2 separate regions of the Mus musculus genome follow, and region 1 is linked to region 2. The links are chromatin contacts, called in public HiChIP or PLAC-seq maps. All regions are on one chromosome and are shown on one strand. Each heading gives the region's core, a stretch centred on a gene start, on an enhancer-like site or on the middle of the called end of the contact. The rest is flanking DNA. Distances are from core to core; before and after follow the strand shown.

The links. HiChIP or PLAC-seq counts read pairs in DNA pulled down with a chosen protein or histone mark.
Region 1: a FOXA1 HiChIP or PLAC-seq map of pancreatic cancer cells shows a contact between it and region 2. The contact joins two enhancer-like sites. A contact is called at or near these places in 1 of 39 promoter capture datasets (neural stem cells), 1 of 115 datasets of contacts at active chromatin or transcription factors (pancreatic cancer cells) and 1 of 9 other capture datasets (adipose tissue).

The regions. Positions count from the first base shown.
Region 1 is chr17:45,953,752-45,959,683 of GRCm38.p6, forward strand. No RefSeq gene overlaps it. Among named protein-coding and RNA genes, the nearest start is that of Gm36122, 7.9 kb to the left of the region's middle. Within about 2 kb of position 4,505, at least 57 of the 459 cell types and tissues checked have an H3K27ac peak or open chromatin away from gene starts, as enhancers often do. A contact at or near this core is called in adipose tissue and pancreatic cancer cells, where this site is marked.
Region 2 is chr17:45,607,322-45,612,393 of GRCm38.p6, forward strand. No RefSeq gene overlaps it. Among named protein-coding and RNA genes, the nearest start is that of Mymx, 7.8 kb to the left of the region's middle. Within about 2 kb of position 3,105, at least 73 of the 459 cell types and tissues checked have an H3K27ac peak or open chromatin away from gene starts, as enhancers often do. A contact at or near this core is called in adipose tissue and pancreatic cancer cells, where this site is marked.

The sequences.
Region 1 (5,932 bases), core at 3,255-5,754, 350 kb after region 2:
CAGTCTTGGGCCGTGGCTACACCACTTCTCCTCAGAAACCCTGGAAGTATCTGCCCTATGACTCGGTGACTCCATTCTTAAGTTTATAATGCAAACGTGTTCATTTGAATGTCATACAACACCACAGAAAGTACAACGTATCCACTGTTGCCTGGAGCTGGCACCAACCCAGCAGTTACCAGGAGGATACATACAAATCGTGTTCTTGGGTTCCGGGAGATGGCTTGGTCAGTAGAGTACTTGCTTCACAGCATGAGTTCAAATCCCCAGAACCCACGTGTAAGCTGAGCGTGGTGGCCAGTCTTTATCTGTATCTCAGGGCTGAAGGAGAGCGGAGACGGGAGCTTGCTGGCCAATCAAACAGAATCAGCAAGCTCCAGGTTCAGTGAGATCCTGCCCGCAGAGAATAGTGTGGAGGGCTGGAATGACTTGCTCGGCGATTGGGGCACTTGCTGCTCTTGCAGAGGACCCAGGCTTGGTTCTCAGCACCCGCACATCAGGTGACTCACAAATGCTAAGTCTAGTTTCAGAGGATCCGACGCCCTCTGGCCCTCAATGTACCTGGGCACATAATCTCATGCAGGCACATACATACACATATATATTTTTAAAGTTTTTAAAAAAATATTTCCTTTGCTTTTCTTTCATGTTTGTGGTTGTTTTGCCTGCATGTGTATGTATGTATGCAGTACATAAATGCGAGTGGTCCTGAAGGGAGTTGCTACTGAGGTGGTGCCAGGAACCAAACCTGGGTCCTCTAGAGGAGCATTCAACTCTCTTAACTGCTGAGCCACCTCACCATCCCCTTAAAAAGTTTTATTTAAAAAGAGAAGAGGGAAAAAAGATATACTGGGGCTGGAGCTCTTGCTGAGGTCCCTGAATTCAGCTCTTAGCACCCACATGGTGGCTCACAAGCACCTGTAATTTCAGCTTCAGAGAATCAGATGTCCTTTTCTGGCCTCTGCAGGCACCGGGCATGTGTACGGTGTACATCCATACATGCAGGCAAAACACTTAAATGCGTAAAAATAATAAATAAATGAAAAAAATAATCACGTGAAGAAGTACTGAGAAAGACACTGATATCAACCTCTGGTCTCCCTATACATATATTCATATGCTCCACCCCCACACATGTAAACACACATGAACACATATGCACGTTTATACCACACACACACACACAATATAAAAGTAACTACACATTCCCACAGTGGAAGGTTATGAGCGATGAGAATGCATGAACTGAGCGTGTCACGAATGGATTTCAATGTTCATCAGGGCTGCTGAGATGACTCAGCGGCTCAGAGAGCTTGCCGAGCAGATCCAATGACCTGAGTTCGATCCTCAGAACCCAGAGTGGAAGGAGAGAATAAACCTGCAAAATCTGTCCTCTGACCTCCACATAAATATCATGGTATACATGCACCATCACACACACACACACACACACACACACACACACACACACACACACACACACAGGGGAGGGGGGAATGAGAAATAATTTTAAATATTCAGGAAAAACAAAAGTTTTTTTTTTTAAGATCGATAAAATCAAGTGGCATGCCTGTGATTCTGTTTATATTGCATCCTGGGGTCAAGTGACACTAATCTCTAACCTCCAGAACTGGAAGGCAAAAGAGTCTCTGCCTTTGTGACATCAGGGAAAGGTTGCTGGACTCCCTCAAAGTTCTCCTTCTTGATGCCAAAGCATTTGGTAAAATCCCTGCTGAATCACCGAGGTGCTTACGCCTTGTGAACACTTTCGTGCGGATCTTTTAATTAGAGAGGAAACCGTGTTTACTAAACAGCCAGAGAAGGTAAAAAGAAACCTCTTTGGCCCTCACCTTAAACCTGACCTCCTGGGGGCTTTTGGTGGTGGGGTGAGTCTGCCTCCACCAGTCGGAGAGGCTGGATCATCTCCAGACCAGATCTCACGTAGACAAAGTCCTTGGCATTTATCAGATATGCAAGGGCAGCGGCAGAGGAGGAGATGCAGAAGGCTTTGATGCCAGGCTAACCAAGGGAGCCCACAAAAGTCCTAAAAAGCCTGGCGTGACACCCTCGAGCAGAGTGAGGCACACAGGAGACATCTAGCCTGGACCTGTGGGGAAACAGTGTGAGCAAGCCTGTGGGGTGGGGGTGGGGAGGGTGCAGAGAATAGGAAGCAGAATTAGTGAGAGACATAGCAAGCTCTCTCTCTCCCCCCTGCTCGAATGCCTCTATCCGGCTGGTTATACTGAAGGAACTTGAAGGGAAGTGGACTAAAATTATCTCAGTAGGAATGACTTTTGTAAAAGGCATTGTCTTTCTTCTGAAACACCTTGGACAAGGCATTCTCTCTCTCTCTCTCTCTCTCTCAGTCATCAACCGATTGTCCACAAAGGAAAACAGAGAGGTTGTTTGACAGGTTACCATAGCAGGAAGCCTGCCTGCTTCCAGGTAGGACAGTCTGGCTTGGCATAATCCAAGCTAATAGAGTCCTACCTGGCATTGTCTGAGGTTTTTTGTTTTTTTTTTCCTAAGTGAGTTAAAATGTTAAAAATGTGAATAGGAATTGCAAGCCCCTGCTCAGGAATGAGAGGGTGACAGCAAGCATAATCTGAAGTATTATCAGACTTAGCCAACAATTTTGATGTGCTAACAGGCCCTGACAAAGGCAACCTCAAATAGTCTGAAAGCCTGTTCTGAGCCCTGGAATGCTGACTATCCATTTGAAGAATGGATGGACGAATGGATGGACGAATGAATGAATGAATGAATGAATGAATGAGAGACGTTGGCAGGGCCAACTCTTGGAAGATTTTGGCTAGCTGTAGAGCACTCCAGTCCTCACAGCTGGTTAGCTCCTCCCAGGGTGGGAATACATACGGGAGTCAGGAGGTGTAGGGGGAGGGACCGAGTGATTTCTCCCAAGAACCCAGTGATAGGCTTGTGTGCCCAGAGAAATGTAAGAAAGTCAGTGTTCAGATGGAGCAGGCCCACACGTGGCTGTCGACTGTGTGGCAAGGACCACCCATATGTGGGGCAGCTCACAGTTGCCTTCAAAATTCAGAATGAGCTTGGCCTTTGTAGCTTTTCCTGCAGCTACGTTCCCACGAGGACCAGATGGCATGTGGATTGGGGACGCTTGTTTACCACACTGTTTATAATAATAAGAGCCTGCGAACAGGCCGGTCTTCTCAGAAGGGGTCTGGCAAAATAATCTCGGAGCAGTAACTCCGAGTTTATTGAGTGCCTGCTACTCATGCTGCTGCCTGGTGAGAGCATCCTTCAGGACCAGTTATCTAACGGGATCCTCACAAAACACTTTGGGGTCAATGTTTGCTTTCCCGTCAGGCCCATAAAGGAGGAAACTGAGTCACCGAGACATTAAGCAACAGGTTGAATGTCAACCAGCTGGCTCATACCAGAGTGGGGATCTAAACTATAGAAGCCCCCCTCCTCCAAAGTCTGTGCTCTGCCCGAGACATCCCCTCCAAGAGTGAATGCTCAGCTCTCTGTTAGAGGGAATGCACCGGAGTGGAGAAACAGAACGAGGCGATTCTGAGCCTCTGGGTTAAGCAGGAGAAAAATGACACAGAGCCTCGTGGAGACTCGGCTGTCTGTGTGGGAGAAAAGTTTGTAAATATATATATATTAGGCTATCTTTGGAAGAATATACAGGAAATCAGTAACTGGGACCTCCAAAGGGAACCTGAGTTATGGATGGATGAGAGGGTAGAGAGACTAACATTTCTGTTCAGATTTATTTCCAGCTTTTGGCTGTGCCTTGAGGTCATTTCACACTTACAGAAAGGCTATAAAAATAAGACCTGGGGAGTGGGATGGGAAAGGGAGGGTTAGGGCTCTTGCTACCCAGAAGATGGGAAGGAGTGGAGGATGCTGGTAGTCAGGAGACTACCCTGTCCTCTCCTCTTCCCCATGTGTTGGACTTGGGACCCCAGGTGGGCACAGAGCCTTTGTCCTGGGAACAATCCAGACACAGGGCGGGAAGACCAGTTCCCTGCCATCCCTTGGATGTCATCCTATGGCACTTTCCCCTACAGACCTCAGTTATTGTGACTCTGTCATCCTGCCATCTGCCCTGGGTTTTCATGGCAAGAGCCCTTAGGTCTAGGTGAGCCTCATTCCTTCTTGTCCGCACCCTCAACTGCAATCTTTCTGATTGGGGCTCCCTGAAGATGGGTCACATCGTCTTCATATTGGAGGCTTCTGGAGGTCAGGTTACACCCCCCATCAGACTGGGGTTCCTTAAGGATGGGACAATGTCTCCCTCAGACAAGCTCCCTGAGTGCAGGCTGTGTTCTCCTCATCCAGGCCTCCTCATACCAGGCTTGTATAGAGCAGTGGTTCGTGCCCCCTTAGCCTCCCCCTGACTCCTTTCCAACACCCCAACCTGGTACTTGTGTTCCCTCAAGCCTTTTGCCTATTGAAGCAGTGGCTGAAAGCCTGTATTGACACCAACGACCCATGGCCAGGCCATTGCATAACCACAGCACAGCCACGAGTTCCCGATGATTCAGCACTGAGGCCTACACAGCATTTATACCTCTGTGCTCCTGGACTCAGCCAGGTACCTCAGAAGCAAAGGGCATGAGCAGCAGGATTCTACTTCACCCAGGAACCTTAACCCCAGCACTGTACTCCAAGAGAAAGACGTATGCATTTGTTTTTTCTTAGCTGCCCAGACCTGGTCTTTCTGGGTGTCTGAGCTAGGCTAAGTGCCCTGCCTGAGTTCCAGGCTGGGGCTGGGCCAAGGCACCCACCTACTATCAAGATCCTGTAGTTGGAGCTTAGATCCCTCAAGTAGGGTTGTGGCCCAGGAGGAGAGGGACCAAGAAGGGGACCTCAGGGGCCAGCTTGAGGCTGGGGGTCAGCTGAGTAGTTCTTTTATAGACCACTAGATGTCACTTCCATTTCAAAGGAACCCACTGGCTTTCTTCAGTCAGGTCCCCCAGCCTCCAAGTCTTAAAGGCATACAAGCAAACTTCACCATCCCCAGAGCACCAGGACACTGGACAGCTGGCAAGGAAAGACCTCTAGGCTTGAGCTGAAGGCTCTGGGAGTTCCTTAGTAGCCCACCCAGCCCCACCGAGAACAGGAAGGGTGGAGCCCCAGTTCTCGTTCCCCAGTACCTTCATGGATAGTCTGAGGCTGGCATCTTCTCAAACAGAAGGTCAAACATGTGATTAAAGAAAAGGGGGTAACCATATGACAAGAAACAGATGCCATGCCTCAAGCCTCCTCCTCGGGCTGAGAGATTCCAGTCAGATTCCAGTTCACTGGGGGCCACGGTATCGATCCTCCTAGGTGGCTCAGTGGTCAAGAACATTTGATGCTCTTCCAAAGGACCCAGGTTCGACTCCCAACACCCCCATGGTAGCTTACACCTGTCTCTGACTCCAGCTCTTGGGGATCTGATTCTCCCTCCAGGCATGCATATGATACACCCACACACATGCAGACCAAACATGAATACACATATAATAAATTTAATTTAATTTAAAAGATTTTCAATAATTTCATATAAGAAGCTTTTCTCTACCCGTGCCCCCCAACACTCAGCCAACATCTCTTAGCTGCCTGACACCTGTTACGATAATTGATATGCAAGTATTTATTCCTTTGGAGTCCATAGTCGCCTTCCTGAGCTAAGTATCATTGACTCTCGTATTGTTGGTGAGGAACCCAGGGTTGCGGAGAGGCAGCCAAGACAGTTGTCCTTAGCTCTCTTGCTGGCCCACCTCTGCTCCAGCTCCCACTGAGCGGGAGCCTAGCTGTCTACAGCTCACATGACTGTTAACAATCATCACTTTTAGCGCTCATTCAGGGGCTTCCAAGTTGGTTCGCCTGTCAGCCTCACCAGAGGAGTTTTGAAATGGTCAATTTCCCTAATTGGGCACCTGTCGCTCTCCTGTGAGGGCTG
Region 2 (5,072 bases), core at 1,855-4,354:
TTCCTGGTACAGGAGACTTTACAAGTGAACGTTTCCTTTCCTTCACAAAAGGGCAGCTTTACAGAGAGACCTCTGTGTCTACAGTTTCTCAAAATAGCCGGTTGAAATAATCACCCTGACAAAGAGGTAAGTTTTGAAGTAGCAGAATCTGGCCTCCTGAGTCCCAATTAAATCTTCCCCTAAAAGTGTCACATTCCCGTTTTTTCCTTGCTCATTAGCTTTCACGGCAATGGAAGACTTTGCAGGCTGCTGCAGGAGGAAAGTCATATAGTCTTATTCAGAGGTGACCCTCTGCATATTAGCCTGAAAGGCAGGGTATGCCTACTGGTGCAATACTGGTATGAACGTTACAGGAACAACCAACCACTTTCTCCTTGGATTTGAGGATTGTTTCCAACAGAGCAAACTCATGCTTGGTACTGAAAACTTGGTCAAATGCCCACAGCTATGAAGGTTGTAAGACGGCTCTGAAGGTCGTAGGCCTTCCTGGGAAACTTACAACTGCCAAACCACCTTATAAATATTTATGGTTATACAAATAGACAAGTACCCTGTCTTCAGACACACCAGAAAATGGTACGGATGGTTGTGAGCCACCATGTGACTGCTGGGAATTGAACTCAGGACCTCTAGGTAGAGCCACTGCTCTTTTTTTTTTTTTTTTTTAAAGTTGAAGGGAGGGTCATTTGCCAAAGGGAAGCTGTAGTGACTACCTCTCTGGTCAGTTTAAAGATAATTTCTTTTTTTATTTTAATTTTTATTTATTATATGTAAGTACACTGTAGCTGTCTTCAACACTCCAGACAAGGACATCCGATCTCATTACAGATGGTTGTGAGCCACCATGTGGTTGCTGGGATTTGAACTCAGGACCTTTGGAAGAGCAGTCTGTGCTCTTAACCACTGAGCCATCTCTCCAGCCCCCGGAAGAGCCACTGCTCTTAACCGCTGAACCCTCTCTCTAACCCTAAGCTTTTTTTCTTCAATAAGCAACAGTTAAAGCAGGGACTATTTGTTTGTTTGTTTGTTTGTTTGTTTGTTTGTTTATTGTGAAGAGAGGGCATCGAATCCCATTACAGATGGTTACTGGGAATCGAACTCATGACCTCTGGAAAATCATACAGTGCTCTTAACCCCTGAGCCATCTCCTAGCCCAAAGCAGAGACTCCTAACTCATCAGCTATTTACTCCCCTCGGAACTCAGGGAACATCACATGGAGCAGAAGGTGGAAAGGATGAGAAGGAGCGTTGTGCAATGTTGTCTTCTCTCATGACATGGCTTTGTACTAAACTTACCAATTGCACAAGACCTGCACAGTTCGAGCTGATGACATCAGTCAACATTGCAGCAGGCAGCACTATCCAAACTCAAGAGATGACACAAAAAAACAAAAATAAAACCAAAAAAGATGGAAGAGGATTGTTGAGGGGTGTCTGGGAGAGTAAGGGAGAATTGTTAGAGATATTTATGGTTAAGATACACTGTGTACATGTATAAGCTTATAAAATAATATATATATTTTAAAGTTTCACATTCCCGAAGCTGGGTCTGGAGATTATGCCGTAATCCAAGATAAAGCATTTCTGGCTATGGAAAGGAAAGCTAGAACAAGTGTAGCAATGCATGGCTGTAATCTCAGCATTCCAGAGCTGAAGGCAGAGGATCAGAGCTTAAGGGCTGCTGGTGTCATGTGGTGATTTCATGAGTTCAAGACCAGCCTCGGTAATAAAATAAAAATAAAAAATTTAAAAGGTTCTCAAACATTAACATCACCAACCTATAAAAAATATAAACAGCTGGATGTGGTGGCGCACACCTTTAATCCCAGCACTTGGGAGGCAGAGGCAGGCAGATTTCTGAGTTTGAGGCCAACCTGGTCTACAGAGTAAGTTCCAGGACAGCCAGGGCTACACAGAGAAACCCTGTCTCGAAAAATAAAAATAAAAATAAACAACAACAATAACAACAAACTGGGGTAAACCTGGTGGTTGTGGGGCTAGCCTTTTATCCCAGCAGTCCTAAGGCAGAGAGACAGGTGAACTTTGTGAATTCCAAGTCAGCCTGGTCTACAGAGCGAGTTCCAGGACAGCCAGAGGCACACCGAGAAACCCTGTCTAGAAAAAAAACAAAACAAAACAAAACTGTAGTTCACGATGAGCTAGTTTCTAAGTTTAGGGGGCTCAACTAGTTGAGAAGATCCTCAATGCTGGGCTCAAAGCTTGTTTCCCAAATTGTTTCTGGTCGCGCTTTGGGAACCACGTGGCACCAAGGTCAACGCAGTGTGGTTCGTTATCTCTCCAGATTTTCGATCAGGTCCCTCCAGCCTCGGTTTGCGGGGCTTCCAGAGAGAAGCTCCTGGTTTGGGTGACACTGGAATTAAAAAAAAAAAAAAAAGGCGGGACAATTAAAAAGATCCAAGTTGGATATGGCAGCTTACAGGCTGCTGGGAAATCTTTCATTTCTTTAGTCTCTATTGCTTTAGAAGTTTGTTAAATTGAGAGACACGAGTGTTTCATTAGAATATCTTCATTTTTGCCAGGCCAGTTAATAACCGCAACAGAACAACGTGAACAAAAAGCAGGCTTGGAAAACTCCCTCTGGGAACCCCCAAAATACAAAGAGCCCCGAAGCGTAATACCTATGAATGCTGTGACACTGCCCCCCACCCCCGACCACGTACACAACACAGTAAGTCACACTGCGCCTTTTCCAACCTCAGCTTTCATAGCTGGCTATATATATATATATATATATATATATATATATATATATATATCTTCCCAATTCCTGTCTCAAGCAACTATGGAGTAGCTCCAAGTCCCTGGGCTGGGGAGACCCAGAGAGGAAACAGGCTTTTGTGTCTAGCAACAATGAGAAAATCAAGCAGGGGGGTGGGGCAAGGAAAGACAGTGGCTGTGTCTGAGGAATGTGTTTAATCTTCATCCTCTGTCTCTCTCCACCCCATCCTGGGCTTAACTTCCCTGTGCACCTCCTTCTCTTCTGTTCAGCAGTAACCTTCCCTACTGGATCCCCTTAGCCTGCCTCTAGCATTTTCGTTGCTGGTAAGAACACTGCCTTAAGACCCATCCACCGGCAAGCACCAGTCCCTGACACTATTCACGATAGTCTGTTATGCTTGTTGCCAGGAGCATGTTGTCCTCTGAGAGGCTCCACCCAGCAGCTGACTCAGACAGATACAGACACCCACAGCCAAACAGTGGATGGAGCTTGGGGACTCTTATGGAAGAATAGGAAGAAGGATTGTGGGGCCCTGAAGGGGATAGGAACTCCATAGGAAGATCAACAGAGCCGACTAATCTGGACCCTTGAGGCTCTCAGGGACTGAACCAACAACCAAAGAACCTGTATGGGCTGGACCCAGGCCTCCCTGCATATATGTAGCAGATGTGCAGCTTGGTCTTCATTGGGTCCTGAACAACTGGAATCGGGGCTATCCAAAAAGCTATTGTTTGTGTGTGGGATATGTTCCACTAGCTGGGCTGTTTGTCTGGCCTCAGTGGGAAAGGAAGCACCTAGCCTCACAGAGACTTGAAGTGCCAGGGTGAGGGGCTACCCAAGGGCCCCAACCAGCTCAGAGGAGAAGGGGGAGGGGAGATGGAGGAAGGATTGTGGGAGGGGCTGACTAGGAGGGGAACAGTGAGCAGAATGTAAAGTGAATAAGTAAGAAAAAATAAAATTAAATTGGAAAAAATAAATGCTGGCAGAAACCAGTTTCTTCCAGCTCCTGGCTGAGCCTCGCACAGTGGTGTAATCTTCCTGGCAGGAGAAAATATCTTCTAAAGAGACCCTCCCTTTGACTATCAAACTATTGCGATAACGGACCCCCAACCAGGCTGGGAGGGACAAAAGACTGAGGCTATCAAGAGGCACCCCTGCCCCATCTCCCCAGAGATTCCACACAGTTCTGACAACTCCTCAGATCACCAGAAAGACAGCATGGAGCTCAGACAATGAGAGGTCTAGGGCGGACCTTTGCCAGGGCTGCTCAAGTGTGCATTCTTTTGTCCTTCTATGTGGCTTTGGTTTTGATAACTTGTCACAAATGTAGACATATCTGGGACGAGAGATCCTCAATTAAGAAAATGCCTGTGGGCTGGAGAGATGGCTCAGAGGTTAAGAGCACTGGCCACTCTTCCAGAGGTCCTGAGTTAAATTCCCAGCAACCACATGGTGGCTCACAACCACCTGTAATGGGATCTGATGACCTCTTCTGGGGTGTCTGAAGACAGCGACAGTGTACTCATATATATATATAATAAATAGTAGTATCCTAGAAAGGTAGCTGGAGTCGAACCTAAAGAGTGAGCCATTAGGCAACATTCCTCCATGGCCTCTGCTTCAATTTCTATCTCCAGGTCCTGTCCTGATTTCTCTCCATGATAAACTAGAAGCTGTAAGATGATGTAAACTCCTCTAAACATTGCTTCTGGTCATAGTGTTTATCATAGCAGTAGAAAGCAAGCTAGAACACTTTCTGTTTTAAACTTAAAGTCATGCCAGGAACCATGACCATGGACTTGGGAGCTAACTGGTCCTCTGGGTTTCTTTTCCCTCCTTCAACATGTGGACACATTGAACACACCCTTCTTTACTTAGCTTTTTATTGTTAATCGATCATGTTTATACTTGGCCTCTTGGAGACTAGTGACTAAGGACAGCCCGTTAGGGCTCCCAGGCCTCAGACTTACCCTAACACCATCACTAACAAAGGGTCTGGTTTGTACTTTCAGACCTGGGTTTCCCATAATCGCGAGGAAATGAGGTGGGGGTGAGGGTGGGGGAGGGCAGGAAAGAGCAGGCTGCTTTGAGGACCTTCTGTTTCCTCAAGGTCAATTTAAAAAAAATGCCCATATTTGGCATTCTGGAAACCCTCACGGCCTTCCATATGCAAGCATTAAGTTAATCAGGCTGTGGTATTGAGAATGAGCGTCTGTGTGCTTGTCACACGACGGTTACACACAAGGTGCAACAAGTGGGAAAGCGGCTGCACACACCAAGGGTCAAGCAGGGTCATGGGTAGTGTCCAGGCAACGTGAAGATGCCTTGGTGA